2 separate regions of the Anser cygnoides genome follow, and region 1 is linked to region 2. The links are chromatin contacts, called in public Hi-C maps. All regions are on one chromosome and are shown on one strand. The core of a region is the stretch at or near the end of the contact, and the rest is flanking DNA. Distances in the headings are between cores, read along the strand shown.

What was found. Hi-C and Micro-C count contacts between places; a contact is called where the count stands out from the background.
Region 1: a contact with region 2 is called in a Hi-C map of liver, with 2.4 times the contacts expected there. The contact joins the promoter of CETN3 here to the enhancer-like site in region 2. A contact is called at or near these places in 2 of 7 Hi-C or Micro-C datasets (granulosa cells and liver).

The regions. Positions count from the first base shown.
Region 1 is chrZ:3,839,494-3,842,249 of Taihu_goose_T2T_genome, forward strand. CETN3 (centrin 3) reads left to right here and starts at 1,310. Exons shown (of 5, transcript XM_066988549.1): 1 at 1,310-1,452. The coding sequence starts at 1,436. It overlaps LOC125180598 (a long non-coding RNA gene), which reads right to left and starts at 693. Exons shown (of 3, transcript XR_007159299.2): 1 at 487-693.
Region 2 is chrZ:3,398,670-3,401,534 of Taihu_goose_T2T_genome, forward strand. No RefSeq gene overlaps it. Among named protein-coding and RNA genes, the nearest start is that of ARRDC3, 17 kb to the right of the region's middle. Within about 2 kb of position 1,307, at least 1 of the 3 cell types and tissues checked has open chromatin away from gene starts, as enhancers often do. A contact at or near this core is called in liver, where this site is marked.

The DNA.
Region 1 (2,756 bases), core at 60-2,559, 440 kb after region 2:
TCTCTCTGGACACGTGTCTATGTTCTATAAAGTGCAAAAATTGTTTGCAGGTACGCTTGTTTACTACGGAGCACCAACTGCTTCCACGTGATGAGCCCTGACTGCGGAGCGGCCAGCACGGAGGTCTGTGACCCACATTCAGGATCTGTATTCAGCTCCCTGCTCCAAACGGTGGGGAAAACCACATCTGAAGGCAAACAGGTAATTGTTCAGAGGAATGCATCTAATTGGAGATCTACCCAAATGACAAGGACTGAAATTAATAATTCTCTAATAAAAAGTCTTGCTACAGTGCAGGTTGAGAGTTAAACCTGACAATAATTTATGCTTTTAATTACAAAGGTGCCATCTGTTCACAGAGAACAATTACAAACTCCTCACAGTGCCTCTCCTTACTTGATCTGTGGGGCAGAAAAAATATGAAGAGCCAGTCAAATAACCCTTGACTCTGCCTGACTTTGTTCAGGATAAATGTCTTGAGCATACCTACTGATTCCAGCTCTTCAGGTCCAGTAGAGCACCTAGGATCAACCTGCTGCATCTTCACAAATCTGTAACTAGTGAGCAGCAAAGTTGTTCAGTGTGGAGATTTAACTAGCATTGCCTGATCTATTGCTGGAAATCTGTGTGTCTACAGATGTGAAACACCTATGTAATGTGCTGTCAGTCAGTGATGAACACTAAGAACAGGACTTCAACGCCTGAGCCCCTTCAGTGAATCTAGGTAGGGCTTCACTCATGACAGCAGAGATTTGAACATCCGTGTGGTCCAGTGAACTACATTGGACTGTACTGTTAGCACTGGCTGTGTAAGAGCCCTGTCCACTAACAGGCATCCCAAATGACAAGGCAGCAGGGACACACAGTGAAGCCAGCTGATGGTATGCTGAAGCGACACTTCTTCATGTCAGTGCTATCAGTGACCTGAGTATTTCCCCCAGCCACGGAATATGTCACGTCGCATTGACTGGTTTGCAGTGCTCAATACTCGTGGCACTGGAGCTACATATTAAGGTTATGAACCTTGTGATGCGGGTTGCCTCTGAAATCTTAGCGTTACAACTCGTCATGCTGCTATCAGGCTGTACAGCCTGGATTGGCTGTTATGCTTGGAGTTAAGTGTCAAACCAGACTTTATATATATGGATTAATATATTTTTAGGAGGCCAAATCGAGACGATTCTAAGCTTAGGAAGCCGTAAAGGCTAAACAAAACATCTCCCCACGCACGCTGCGCCCACAAACACACACCCTAAGCGCAGGCGCACAAGATGGCGGCCCCCAACCTGGGCCATAACACCTCCCCCCCACACGCCGGGCCCGCCCCCTCGCTGCTGAGTGACAGCCCGACGGCCCATCAGCGAGCCGAGGGGGGCGGGCCGAGCGGCGGCCGGCAGCCAGTCAGGCGGCGCGGCGCGGCGGCGGCGGCAGCAGCATGAGCTTGTCCGTGAGGTGGGGGCGGCAGGGCGGGGGGTGGCGGGCGGAGGAGGGGGGTGGTCGCGGCCGGGCGGCGGGGGGCTGCGTGCGGCGAGGGGCGGCCGGTGCGGGGCTGTGGTTGTCACCCGTGGGGAAAACGGGGCGCTGAAGCCTCGCTCACCTCCGTGGTGAGGCTGCGGGTTGTCTCCAGGGCGCCCGCTGCACTCGTCTCCAGGGCGCCTCGCGCCTCGGGCGGCGGTAGTGGGAGGGTGGCACCAAAATGGTGGGGTTGGGGCGATGCCGTGTCCCCTGAAGAAGCGCTCTTTGTGCGGTTATTAAGCACCTGAGCAGACAAGAGGGTCCTTTTTGCACAGGAGTTCAGTGATAATCCACTTTCAGGCTTACAAATATGCCTGCTTTCCCTGTGCAGCCAACCAAGGGCCATTGGGGCTGCTCAAAGCTGTGCTAATCCAGAGCCTGTCTGCTGTCCTCCAAGGCTCCTTGCTCCTGGAGGCACTTATGCTGTGCCAGGTTCACCTTGTGCAGCATGCATCCTTGTCCACTTTGGGAATTTCTGTGGTACAGCCTCAGCTGTGCTTGAAGCCTAAATCGCAGCTGTGCATTTAATCGCTGGATTTGATTGAAGTTAGATAGCCCTTTTTTTCAGTAAAAGGGAAGTAAAAGCGGCTAGCTGCAGGATTTGGAAAATAAATACCCCTGAAAAGCAATGTTCCGTTCGTACATCAGTTACCTTCAAGCACCTTACGTTATGTGGCGCTGCATGCATTTTTTCTCTGTTGCAGATGAACATATAATAGGTTTCTTCCCGAAAGCATGTAGAATTACACAGTAACCAGATGGGAAAGGGCTTCTGTGTGCCATCTAGTCCAGCTTTCTGCTCAGAGTATGATCCATCTCAAAGCTACAGGAGGTTGCCGAGGTTCTTTCCGGCTGGGTTTTGAATGTTTCTAGCAGTGGAGGTTGTTCAGTTTGCCATTGCGGCTCTTCCTGTACATAAATGTGAGAGTTTTCCTGTAGATCCACTTGCAGCTTCACCTGTTGCAGTCTGTAGTTGTCTCTTGTTCTTTTGATGTGTACCTCTGAGGGGAGCCTGTCTCTGTCTTCTCTATCTAATCCTCTAGACAGTGAAGGACTGTAGTTTTATGTGGCAAGGTTTTGGCAATGGGGGCTGGCCTCTGTGGGAAGAGCCCAGCAGCTGCCCCATGTTAGATAACGGCCAGTTTCAGCAGGCTCCAAAGGAACCCACCGCTGGCCAGAGCTGAGCCAGTAACTGATGTTTTTTGTGCCTCTGTGAGAGTAGATTTAAGAAAGGAAACAAA
Region 2 (2,865 bases), core at 57-2,556:
CTCACTGCTGTGGCACCAGAGCAACTTTCTTGGATTTAGTCCAGAAACAACATATGGGAAGATAATAAGTGACAGCAGATGTATAGCAGGCAGACAGACAGAGAGACGATAGCGTTGAGAGAGGAGGAATGGAAAAAGATAAAGACAAAGCAAAAGGGTAAACAAAAAGAGAAAAACAATGAGAACAGAGGTGACAATGGTGGAGAAAAGCCACGGAGGAAGTTCCACATCAGAAATAAACAGAGGAGAAAAGTGAATGGGAAAAACAGAAGACAATACTGTAAATGAAAAGATAAGCAGAGACAGAAACGTGTCCCAGGAGACAATCTAGACAGAAAACACTACACCCAAAAGAACAAAAATAGGGAAGAAAAGGCACATCAGTGTTCATTGAAGGAAAAATCAGGCTGACAGGTAAATGAATTATTGAACTTTGCTAGCTGTAAAATAAAAATAACATACGCACCAAGACATATATCCTTCCTCCATACCCAAGTCTAGACTGAGACTCACAGCCTCAAGTCGTATACACACCAGATGAATCATGGTCTCTTCCCTTGATGAGCTTTTGGTTTAATTAACATGAAAGAAGCATTGCCTGAAAAAAAATAAAACTGGTTAGCAATAAAGCAGGATCTGTTTTCCTGCCATATTCCGTCGCATACGCACACACAAACTCCTATCACTCCCAGCCTGCATACGTAATGTTAGTGCTACATATGACACTGAAGGTTTGGCCCCTTGGTGAGGCTTTTCTTGCCTCTTTCCTCCTTGCCTTCTGAACAAATATCGGCAGCCAGCTACAGTGCTTGTACAGGAGCCCACTGAGCAAGGCTTTGCTGCTGGAGATGAACATTTTAGTGCTTTCCACCTACAGCTTTCAGCTGAAAACTTCCCCACACCACTTCCAGTTCTGTTTCAGCGATTCAAGAGCTGCATTCTTAAATTTTCTGAAATGTTAAGAGTGGCCTGCCTACACAAGTGACACTCAAAACTTTAATTAGGCCGAACAGCAACCTGATGCTGTAATTCCTTTTACACTTGCTTCCTCTTCTGCTATTGTCTTTTACTGAGCATTATCTCTATGGTTCGATAAACCATGCCTTTTAGCTGCCTTTATAAAGCCTTCTTTTGTTGTTGTTGTTGTTGTTGTTTAAAATGTAAAATAAATAAAAAAGCATTTATTCTGTAGAGGATATGAGTTCAAATCCTAGCCAAAGACCTTCTTGAAATACACTCTTTATCTGTGTCTTTCATCTGGCTCACTTGTGGGAACTTCTGTTGTAAACACTGTGTTTCATTGAACCCAAGCCGTGATTAAAAAAATGTCTACACTCAAGGTACCTTGATAATTAAGTCAATATCTAGTTAATAAGTTATGGAAAGACTCCAGTACCAGTACTTGAACTTCAAAAGAATAGATATCTCTGCAACACAAGCAAGCCGTAAACAGTTGTTGCAAATCAAAATTGACAGGAGAACTTGCTCAGAAAGCAATCCCCCTGCGCCCCCCTCGCAGGAGCAGGCCTTCAGGCCTTGCCTTCGGAGCAGCACAGCTGGAGAGCACGTGTAAACCAAAGCACCTACAGCAGCCACAGGGTCTGGAGCTATAACCAAATAAATGCATGGGCGTCATGAAACAGAAAAGGTAAAGAAGCACCCGATAACCCCGCTGGCACGACAGAAGCAGCTGACACAGCAAACAAGGACAGTGCGTGTGGGGAGGAATATGAGATACCTCAGCCCTAACAAAATGATTCACGCTCTGAGCTTGCTGTTGTAATCGATATATCACACGTACATGCTGCTACATCGACAGCAGCACCACATTACGCACTGTCCCCAGGCCACGTGTCCAGGATTGACCCATACCTATGTGGTGCTGGCCACCCAATGCCTCCGAATACCAGTGCAGAATATAGGGCACATAGGCCTTGCAAACATCACACATGTGTGCCTACAGCTGCAGGTACCTATCACAAACACCTCACTGTTTCCTTCACACTAGTACGAAGTCCACTCCTACTGTAGCATTAGTTTTTTGGGGGGCAAGGCGTTTTAAAATCAGCAGACGGTGCTATTAATTTCAAAGAGTATGTCATGGGACTAGTTTTAAATAAGCAAGGTATCCACTTCCTTAATCATATTGAAAATACAACGGAGGTAAAGACCTACTCCAATGCATTAAGCTTTCAAAAATTGAAACTTAATTGTGTCCATTTATACTGCAACCTCAAAAATCATCCTTATAAACCCAGTGAGGGACAAACCTGATTGACCAGGGCAGAATCCGTTTGTTTTTGTACAGCTTCTTTCCTGTTGCAATACTTACAAGGCCATTTTACAAAATCTGGCGTTATCCCAGGCCCTTACAACAGGAACGAATTGTGGTAACATACACTGAAGTGCTCAGCTGAAGATGCAGCAGAAGGAAAGACAGACAGACAGAAGAATGACAAAGCAGAAGCCATTTGCACAGGAATCGGTTCCTGAAATGGTGACAGAAAGACCATGCAGAAAATTAAGTCCCAGGGGAGGGCAAGAAAAATATTTTTGGCTTTTGTAGTTGCTAACTGTTAGCTGTACAGAATAAAGGCACAAACTAGGCAGAACCTTGTCAACACTGGGCTAAAGGCACAACTAAAATCTGACATGTATTATGGGACTCTGATGATATCTAAAACTGTTTGCTCCAAAACAAGGTGTTTGCTTTTGCCCTTATATTGCGATTTCCATTCAAAGGACACAATGTACATTGCAAACACATTTCACTGAAATCATAGCTCCTGCCATAAGTATTTGGTTTTGCAACTCTGTTGTGACTTCCATACACAGGACAGTGTGCTTTGCAGAGAGGCTTCATTA